2 separate regions of the Drosophila melanogaster genome follow, and region 2 is linked to region 1. The links are chromatin contacts, called in public Hi-C maps. All regions are on one chromosome and are shown on one strand. The core of a region is the stretch at or near the end of the contact, and the rest is flanking DNA. Distances in the headings are between cores, read along the strand shown. Region 1 holds the start of Swip-1 (Swiprosin-1). Region 2 holds the start of lncRNA:CR44977 (long non-coding RNA:CR44977).

What was found. Hi-C and Micro-C count contacts between places; a contact is called where the count stands out from the background.
Region 2: a Hi-C map of the Kc167 cell line shows a contact between it and region 1, with 4 times the contacts expected there. The contact joins the promoter of lncRNA:CR44977 here to the promoter of Swip-1 in region 1. A contact is called at or near these places in 2 of 107 Hi-C or Micro-C datasets (the Kc167 cell line and the S2 cell line).

Annotation. Positions count from the first base shown.
Region 1 is chr2L:18,983,869-18,989,309 of dm6, reverse strand. Swip-1 (Swiprosin-1) reads left to right here and starts at 2,030. Exons shown (of 2, transcript NM_001299150.1): 1 at 2,030-2,638. The coding sequence starts at 2,400. EMC5 (ER membrane protein complex subunit 5) reads right to left here and starts at 1,603. Exons shown (of 3, transcript NM_136082.4): 1 at 1,440-1,603; 2 at 1,322-1,374; 3 at 979-1,253. The coding sequence starts at 1,521. The coding sequence ends at 1,059. It overlaps CG15170, which reads left to right. Exons shown (of 3, transcript NM_136083.2): 3 at 1-1,042. The coding sequence ends at 1,016.
Region 2 is chr2L:19,156,059-19,161,499 of dm6, reverse strand. It overlaps lncRNA:CR44977 (long non-coding RNA:CR44977), which reads left to right and starts at 2,201. Exons shown (of 2, transcript NR_124379.1): 1 at 2,201-2,753; 2 at 2,835-3,632. All of the region lies in intron 2 of brat (brain tumor), which reads right to left.

The DNA.
Region 1 (5,441 bases), core at 781-3,280:
AGGATAAGTACTGCTTCAGCTTTCGCAGACTAAGCCGCGTTGTCAGAGGATGTTCTACTAAAATTCCAACAGATTTGGAGCCGTATGTAGAGCAATTAGAAAAGTGTAATACCAGTGACCACTGCAACGCAGGATGCATTACGCAGCAGAAGTGTTTTACATGCAACTCCGTGGATCAGGAACTTTGCCGGACAAATATTACGGCTATAGCTAATAGCACTTGTAGCTCCGCTGAGGCCTCTTCCTGTTTCTCCTGTGAGTACTCCAACTGGAGTATTCAGCGAGGCTGTGGAGCACCGCCGGAAAATCCTCAAATCACCAAGTGCTATGAATGCGATGAAGGCGCTGGGTGTAATAGTAAGGATTTCACCCGGTGCTACCAATGCAGCACGGATCAAGCGGGAGCAGGCTGTGCAAATTGGGAAAGTCCTGGCGAAATCTACATTGAAGAATGCGATGAACCGGCTGCACCATGTGTGGTTGTTTCCTTTAACAACGCCACCACTGCGAGAGGTTGCCAAAAATCGGACTTCAGCTGTGCTTCCGCAAATGTGGCCAGTTGTCGACTATGCGAAGGAAGTTTCTGCAACAAAGGATCATTTCCGGAGGAGCGCCTCTGGTGTCATCAGTGTAGGGGAGTGCAGGACTGCGAGGAGATCTCCAGGGGACAAACGGCTATGCCTTGTCCGGCTCGAGCAAATGAGCCGGAGGATCAAGAATTGGCCTGCTTGGAGTACTTTGACATCAACAGTAAAGAAATTGTAAGAGGATGTCGTTCCAATCCCGAGCTATACTACGAATGTCTCTTAAGGAGTAACCACTTCGACAGTTGTCGCACTTGTCACAGTCAGGCATGCAATAATAGTCCTGGCCGGGAATTAAGAGCCAGCTATGAGCTGGAGGCCAAGGCATTGTCCTTGTTGCAAGGCAAGAGTTCCGCAATATCCATCAAATTTTCGAATGCAGGTTACGGAGTTTGGTTGATCTTTAGCGTTATCTATATTGTAACTTGCTGAGACTATAAATAAAAGGATAGCAGAACTTAAAAGAAAGGTCTCTTATTCCGGGGGCGTATATCCAGGATTTAAGGCACGACCACGGTGATTGAAGGAATAGAACGAGGGGAAGTTGCCCAAGGTGTCCCAAGTTTTCTGTTGCATGTCCACGGTGGCGCGAATTTCCTTGAAGTTGCCAACGATCTCGATGATGTTGTAAATCACAATCACCAAACTGATGACGGTCTGCAGGATAATCTAAGGATTGATAAAGGAAAACTTTTCGTGAGTAACCATGCAAGCACCCTAAATGCACCGAAACCTACGTCCAATGGAAGGCTATTCCATTCCTGCTCCGTCAGCCTCAAATAGGTGCGATCTGTGGAGTAAATGCGGCACTTAGTGGTCCAAAGTTTATTTACCACAACAGTGACGAAAACTTACGATGGGCAGCAGAAAAAGCAGCATGTGCCAGGCTGGCAAATCCGGCAATTAGCAAGAGTTTGTTAAACAGTTTACTGCCCATTTTTATTGAACAATTACGAATTACAATCACAGTCGGTACAATTTTCTACAAAATTTTGCTAAATTGCTATCAAAATGCGGGCACACCTAGGGCTGGGAGCTTTGGACGATAGTTTAGGGTTGTCTGTATACCTCATATGCCGTAATATATTTAAGAATCTTAAATTTAAATATTTTATTGGGAACAACATTAAAATTATACAAAGATTGATTTTGTGATCAAACTAATTATATAATTATATTATAACTATATAAACATACAATAAATATTCGGTTACATATTTTGCTTAAGAAAGTTAAAAACTTTCGTAAAATTTGAAACCGTCTGTTCATCAGCTAGCTTTAAATAATGATTATATACATTATTAGTAACAGAATGAATTAAAAAAATTGTAAGGTATATATATTGCCTCGAAATTCAGCTGACTTTGGTATTTGTCAGCACACGGTCACTCGAAAAATGCCGCCGCGCCCGCTGGTATATTTGAACGCTCGTGTCACGGTCGCACTTTCATTCGTCTCTCAGCGTTCAGAAGATTCGGTAGTCGCGGCGGTCGAAGCGGAACACCAGTTGTCCAATAAGAAAGCCAATTTGCAGCAAAAAAAAAAAAAAAGACCGGCAATTCAAACGCACCTTGCAACTGTTTTTTCAAAGCCAAAAAAGGACTCAGGGCCACTCCCCACGACAAAAGCTTACGTGCAACGAGTCCGTGTGTGTTTTCCTGGCGCATCGCCGCATTTGTGTGTGTATCCGGACATCTCTTTTACGGTCCTTTTTGCGTGGGTGTGCCAAAAGGAAGAGAGAGTGAGAAGGCAGCAGAAAAGGGCAGAAAGGGAAATTCCAGCACACTAAAAAGCGAGTCAACAAGGAGCGACACAATGTCCGTTTCCTCGAACGCCTCATCCGCCTCCAACAAGGACAGCGTGGACAGCCCCAGCAGCACCACCAACACGGACAGCTCCGAGCTGACGCACATCCTCAATCGGCGCCAGGAGATCATGGAGTCCCAGGAGGCGGGCATCGAGGTGCGTCGCACCTACAAAGTGGTCAACGTCTACACCGACTTCCCCGAGTTCTCCCGTAACCAGATCAAGGACTACCAGAAGACCTTCAATACGTAAGTGAAGGCCGCCGAGCAATATTTACTTTTGTCCAGAGCCACTTTAAGGCGCAATATAAATTATATTAATATGGCGAAAAGGAAGCCAACATTTTGTTTATTGTTTTTGAAAACACCTGAGCAAAATCCGTTGCAATAATAATAGTTTATGATAAGTAACGATCATCTCTAGATTATTAAATAAATACAGTGTACTAGACACACTTGTATACATTACAAACGTTTGTAAATGTATATCTATTACACAAGATAATTCAAAAACAGAAATCAGTTTGCAAAACTATTTTAGGGCTTTCAATTTGCGCCAACCTTTACACTCCTTTCACCTGCAACGGCCACTTTCCCAGGCATCTCACCGCATTTGCGTCTCATTAAATGGCAACATAAAACTCATGCGCCTAATGATCATTTAAATTGCATTTACTGCAGCCCCTCCTGCAGCCAACCCACCCCTCCCCTGCCCCCCTGGGCAATGGGGCATGACTCACAAGTACTTGCGGAGAAGTTTTGTCACAGTCACTGGCTTATTCCCAAGTCGTGCTCCCGTCGCGCGGATCATGAGTCAAAAGTGGTTTTCTGCCCCAACACTTTCAGGCGGATTCAATTATCACACCACAGTCGAGCTCCCCTAAGTGCAATTTCTGTTAGCAAAAGCCAATCTTAAATATCGGTAATTCCGTTCAAAGTCATCATTCGATTATAGTGGCAAGGAAAAAGCTTATCCCACGTTAATACTCGTAATTCATTGAAACATTCTTTATTTATCTCTAAGGTTCTAATGCTCGACCTTAAGACTTAATAGCACCCATAGCGGTTATCGAGGTTCCCTTGTATTTGTTTACGGTTTTGCATTACCACCCGACAAAGCCAACTGTCGTCAGATGGGCCACCTTGCGAACGAAATGTGTTCCGAGGCTCTCCTTTCCCAGTTTCCTAGTCTTGTGGTGGATCGTTTTAGTGATAGCCCATCTTGGGTTTCGCTCAATCAACCGCAGCTGTATTGCGCAATGCCTTGTTAGATTAAATCTCTAGAATTGTTATTTAAATTCAAGTAGTTGGCACGTAGGGTTGTCTAGGCTGATAAGATATCTCGGTTTCATCCGAGCTGATTAGCGGAGAATCGCCAAGCACCTGTCACCTCTCCTAAGCGATTCAGTTCTTTACTCAGCTAAGGTGAGGCTGAATCACTAGGCAATTAAAAAATTATAATGAGAATTCATTATAATTAGCACGCTTAAGATAGTAACTGATTTCGCTTGTCTGTATCACTGGCCAGCTAAATAGGCAGTTAGTTAAAGTTTTCTTAAGCCTTCTTATTGGCTCCTCCCCAAAAATCAGTTCCTATGCATGTAGGCCAAAGTTTTGAGCTCTGAAAAATTGTCCAAACGTAAAAAGCCTGCATTACGGCAATGCGAACGTGTTCTGCAATTGTAAAGCAATGCACAGGCAGCAAAAAAGATAAAAACCAGAAAGAAAAACTCCAGGCAGTCTGGGAAATACTGGGTGCATGTGCCACAAATGGCAGACAGACAAGAGACTTTTGGTCTGCGATTAGCTAATGTGGTGGGTTACGTACATCTGTACGTACATATATGGATTATAAGATTCGATTTGGCCAGAAAACAGTTGTGCTTTGATTATACAATTGTCAATTTTGGGTCACCAATGGAGGAAATACAAAAGTACGCATACTCGCAAGCAGAAGTTATCAACTAGAATCTTAAAATGTATTTGTTCAATTTGCCGATGCGATGGACAGCTTTCATTTATTCAAGAATTGAATACGGCATTTTCACGATATTTGTAAAAAAATCCATATTTAAAGGATTTCCAAAGCTGATGCGACATATAGAATAGAATATCATACAATGTCATAACAGCAAGTTCTTAAAAAAGTTTTAATACATTGTATTTTAGTCTCGACGAACATGACAACGTTACAAGACGCAAACAAATTTTACATGAGGATTCACTCGTAGACTTACTCACGTACTTTATTCAATTATCTCCGTAGACTTTAGTACTTTTTTCAAGCCGACCAAATGTCAGCAGACATTTACCCCGGGTGGCTTGATCTTCTTGGTTTATTTTTGCGGTCGGAACTTTAAAGAAATAATAATAACAAAACCGAAAAAGCGCAAAACCGGCTGAAGTAGCGCCTTTGTGCCGGGCCATTTGGCATTTCCAGTCACGTTGGATCGTCCGGCAACTTAAAGTGATGTGCTAAACTGGCAAGTTTAAAGCGCTCAAACCCGATCGGATTTAATTAAAACATGAGATATATTCGAGAATCGAAAGCAAAACGCCGCCTGAGTCACGCAATAAATTCGTTTTACAAAGCAATTTGTATAAACAATTCGCCACTGATTCAGCCGAGCGAGCGGATTTCTGCGAACATGCCGTCCGATAATCAAAGTAAATGCAAATGTAAACAAATTCGTTTTAAGACGTCAGAGTTTCAGAGGAAGCCAGTGCTGCCTCTCTCAAACTTCCCAAAAAGATAAGGTCCAGATAGTCTACTGACCAAGCAGGGCTTTCAAGGGTATACTATATTTACTAGATTTATACTGTGTTATATACACATATGTATACAGTTTGTGGCCTAACCTATTATCGCTCACGCAATGTATTACGATATCTTTGTAGTTTCTTGTAGTTTCCTTGTTGTTTTTCCTCGCAATACGCCATTTTCCGCACGGATGTCTGCTGAAATTCAGAGATATACAACGGCTCTAACTTCCGGGAGGCGATAAACAGCAGAATTATATCGATTATAGCAGCTTATGGCGTCGCGAGTCTG
Region 2 (5,441 bases), core at 952-3,451, 170 kb before region 1:
GTCTGTGGTTCGTTAGTTGCCGCTTCTTCCCCCACTCTCCTGCTGCACTGTGAGCGAGGGCGAGCGAGATGGCAAGTGTCTGTGTGTCCTGCACAGTGGTGGTAGAAAATATCGACGCAACCTTGCACAGGTACAGTGTCGGCTGGGAATATTCCATTCCATTCAGAATTTTGGTCAAGTAAAACGAAATACCATATAAGGACTTTCTATGTAGATTCGCGCACTCTTTACTTCAAAATAGTCGAGAGCAAACTCACTTCCTTTGTTTTTTTCCAAGGTTAGATGTGAGAGCAAACTGTATTTCCAAGTGTGCAAAAGATCAAATTAACTAAAAGTATCTACAAGCTTAAATAGGCCCTAAATATTTCACCTCATAAAGGAAGTTTAAACGCAGATGCACATGCCATCGTCTTGTGGTGCAACATCATCTAATCAATTGGAACGTGTTCTCTGTACGCCTCATTTTCGTGTTAACTTTCGATAAATATTTGCTATCTACTTTAACATTTTCAATTAGAGATGTACCAACTTCGGGTTGCCTGCGTTATCTATTACGTGGTGGTAAGCAACGCTCTCTGATAATGAAAACTCGCACATGAACCCAAAACAAAGCAGAGCAAAACACAACGAAATTGGTACGACAAAGATTGGCGGGGACAGAAGAGGGAAGAAGAACGACCCCGACCGAGTTCTAGAAAATCTCAGAAAGTAACAAAACAGCACAGGAAACGCATTTACACAAGGCGTTCGGGTTGCGATGGCGAATCGATTGGAGATGGCCCAAATCGCTGTTGATAAAAGAAGGATCGTTGTCAATTGTATCTGAATTGTAAATCAGAAAATCTTCAAAGCAGCTGGTAATCTACAGTGATCACTGGGCGAATGCGAATAAAAGTGAATTAGATCAGACTTGTAAGTCTTTAGGTAAACCCAAGAAGATTACTTTCGACTGCTCCAAACAATACAGTAACGAGCTAGAAAAACAAGGAAAAAAACATAAAATTATAATTGTTCAACCCTTCTGTTTGTTTAGGGTACAGTTGTACCTATTTATAAACAGTAAATTCTCGAGTTTTCAAAAAGGTTGCCCGAGCTGGTGTTTACGATAAAGTATAAAGTGTAAACTAGTGCAAAAACTAGTGCAATTTTATGATTAATTTAAACAATCTTCTTTTCTGTTGCTAGCAGCATGCTTTTGCATTTTTTAATCAAATAAATATCTGGCCGGGGTCCTTTCTAATTCCCGCTTCCGAGTAATCACTGCACACAATCAGTTCGACGCAAAATATAAAGCCCGGCGACAGCTTTTTTAATCAGTAAGCGTAGTTTTTTATTTCTTAGCTCTGCTGGCGACGCAAATCGAGCGTGAAACAAGACACATGGAGTAAATAGCATTCGATATGTTATGTTTCGTCTTTCCGTTCTGCTCGTATCCATATCCACATGCTTGTACGCCAAACCCCAAATACTGGACCCAGAGACACAACACAGATAGGAACAAATTTGAAACACGTTTTTAGATTTTGGTTTCGGTTTTGTTTTCGCCTCTTGTGTTTTTGCTTTCGGCGTAAATAAAACAGGCACTCACTAACTCACTCGAACCGGCAGTTCGTATATTAATGAGAAGCCCCAAGCGTGGTTTGCACGTCGATCAGTCTGTCAGTCTACAGTGATTAAGTTTAAAGAACATTGCCGTAATAATTTTGGTTTAAAATACACACAGAAACAAGAAAACAAACTCGTGTTTTATTCTTCCGCATCGCAGCGGCAACAGCAACAACAAATGCAATAACAATAACGATATCCACAACAATACCCATGAACACAGTCGCTGCCGACGCGAATCGAATGTTGTTGGGGAATTGTTTGAACAGTTGTGTCGCGATAAATAGGCTCGACTTTCGGACTTTTTGGCCGGGGGAAGGTCGTCGCGCATTGGAGTTGAAGGAAGTGTGCACACCTCTAGGCTTCAGAGGTTGATAAACCATTTCATCATTATCAGATTATTGTTTGCTCTTGCAAATACAGTGGTTATTGACCAGGGGAATATACAGAATAGTATTCCGCAGAAAGAGAATATGAAAGCAAAGTTAAGGTCGAGGGGATATGTACAAGCGAATTTGTAGTATTGCACAAACTGAAAAAATATCTTAGATTTTCTACATTTTTCACTCTTATTTTATTTATGTCTTTGGCGAGCATCAACATTACACTTTTACACCAACTGCTGGCCGTGACTGTGGAGAGCAGACTGTGGCGCAGAGCTAAATAAGAAATGAGATAATAATAACAAAAGCGTAGAAACGTAGAAGTTAATGCAAGCAAATAACAACAATGCGCGCGGACGTCGAAAAGAACAAACACACATACACAAACACGCTCATAAACAAACGCCAAAGGAGGCGAAGACCAGGAGGGGGAAAAGGCAAGAATAAAATGTTTTGTTGCATTGCAACAAACAGCAACAGCAACAATGCAAGTGATGCGCCGCCAGAAAGAGATAGATGCACGAGCAAGAGGAAGCGCAGCAGGAAAAAGGCAGCACCAACACACTGTCACTCACTCACACAGGCATACATACAGTCACGTACGCGATTCTAAACAAGTTGATGAACTCTACGGCATCGGTGGAAGAAGAAGAATGAGCAGCAAAACTAAACAATTTGTTTCTGGTGCTTTTGTTCGCTTGTATACTGAGTTAACATTTATTTGCTGCAGATATGTATATCTTGTAGCATACGTACATAGGCTAGGTATGTGTATGTTTCTGTTGCACTTAGATTTACTTAATATTCCACTAGTATTAATACTTTATATTGCTTCTTTTCGCACAGTTCACACGCACGCACACACACTAGCAGCAGCAGTAGTAGTGTATTCTCTCTGAACGCGACGGGAAGTGAACGCGAACAAGCGCCAAACTGTTGTTTATCCGGCGAGTGTTAAGAACTGAATGAGAATGAACCAGCATGGCGAAGAAGAATTTTACAAGACGCGGAACGAGGAACGGAAACGAACGGGAACGGAACGAACGAACCAAGCCGACAAAAGCGGCCAGCCGAAAAAACTCACTCAACCAGTTTTAGCCAGCGGGAGAGCGAGAGAGACAAAGAACCAGCGAACGGGACCGAGAGAGAGCGGGAAATCTAGTTTCTGCAGAACGCCACGGGGAATGGATTGGCAATTGGAACGGGTGTTTGTATGCATGTACATACCTACATACATGCGGCGATGAGACTGACCTCTGACAACCTCCTACACTCGCACACGTACATATGTATGCGGCATATGTACTCGAACAGAACATAAATTGCGCGAGGGAGCAGTGCACTCCAAGTATTCCGGGCTCTGTATGTACATATGCGAGTGGGAGTGAGCTGCACTTACAAAGAGAGCGGCAAAGGAGACGGCGGCGATGAAGTCGGAGAAGAAGAAGCACGAACGAAGAACGAAGCGCAGCAGAAGAGCCCGAAAAAGGGCTACAAAGAGCGGAAGCAGTGGAAACCGCGCCACTGGTCGTGGGGTAACTTGTACTATCTAGCCATTTTTTGGGGGCTAAGCCCCATGCATAGAACCAGTGCAGTGAGTCAAAAGATTATCATCCGCGTTTATTTTCGGGTTTGTTTCGCAATAAACGATTATTTGTATTCGCATAAACTCTGATTTCGCACAAGTGTCATCAATTGAATGGGAACCAGAACTGGAAATGATTACAGGTCTCGTTTTTTTTTTTAATATGGGCTTCCAAAATTTTCATTCTTTTGAGTTTCGGAACATTTTGTTTTCCAATGAATTTTGGAATTTGTATAATTAAAAATCAGAAAGGAAGCTAGTTTCAGCTAGACGAAACCATTGTTTATATTTAAAAAATCACTGGCGTATGCCGAATTAGAATGCATTATATTATCACTTTTTTGATATGATAAAGTAGTCCGATTTTAATTAAATTAAAACTAAAATTACATATTTTCAAATAGTTTGTGTATACCAAATTAGAACACCGTATGATTCAAAACCACCAAGGTAAATTTGTTTTCACACCCACTTTTAAGCCAAACTTGACTCGTAATATGTGTGTTTCGTACAGAGAACGAAAGACCCAATGATCAAGACCAGAAATCATTGGCTTTGTGGTAAATAGTAGATGTCTAAACCTGTGTATAAGCAAGTTCAGCTTTTTATGGTCATTACCAACTAGGCTAGTTTACAACTGGTGACTTTTCCTGCTATATAGCGCTGATGCAATAGGAGCTTGTGAAAGAGAGAGAGAGATGGGGAATGGGAATGGGAATGGGAAGGAAAGGAAAGGAAAGGGGGCAGGTAAAAGTCTGCGCGCTTGCGTCATGTGCGTTTTCAACGTTTTCAACGTACATAATATTCCGATCACAAGAAAAGAATAACGTGAAATGGCAGCGGCAGGCGTCGACTTCTCTGCCGCAGCGATACGTTGCGATGCGATACGTCCGGGGACTTTGGAGAATAAACCAGTCTAGAAACACCGCTCGGCTCTATAATTATGCTGCTTGTTGTTCGAGAGTATGTTTGTGTGTGTATACAACAATCCATGCATACCAACACCACTAAATACACCTATGGATGGATGTATACTATAGTGGCTGCCACAAAGGGCCTTAAACTTTGTTTAAAGTCAAGGTCAGTGATTTCTTGTGCGCCAATTGCGATGCTATCGCATCACTCGTGAGGCTGCGTGACTCACACACTGACGCACAGAGCCACCAACCCACGGATTTAAATTTCTTTTCGGTACCAGAATCCAGATTTCTAGTTCCATTACGATATTCATTTCATAGTTATTTTTATATTAATGCGACATGTGGGATTTAAAAAACCATTTAAGTCTTCCTTAGAAAGAACAGGTGAAAGATTTTCTCTTCCCTCACCGCATTTTCATACCTCAGTTAGTTAACTTAAATGAAGATACTTGAGTTTTTCATAAATATCCTTAAAATCATACCCCTAGGGTATTTAAAATATTCGATACCCTCTGTAACCTACCTACCATTGTCATATTCACTCTTGTTTAGCCCGCCGCAATTCCACGAAGCGATGGGTTCAAGTGGCTTTCTGGGATTGGAATGGGAAGATAATGGTGCTGCTGCTGCAGGAAAACAAGTGGAATAGTGGAATATGGCACGGGCACAAGATCGATATGTCCATATTGTATATATCTGTAGCCATCTCTGTCGCGCCGCCAGAGCCACGACTTTTGTCCTTGCCGGCGGTTCATGAACCTTCGACTTCACTCCTCTGACGAACGACGTGCTTAAAGTAGCGAAAAGATACGGCCGCAAAAAATCCAACAAATACAAAAGAGCGCAAAAAGAAAAAAAAACTGCCAGCCCGCCAATGGCAAAGAAAAAACAATTACGCCAAGCGTTGAAATACATATATTTTTGCTACGACCAGAAATACAGTCAAGC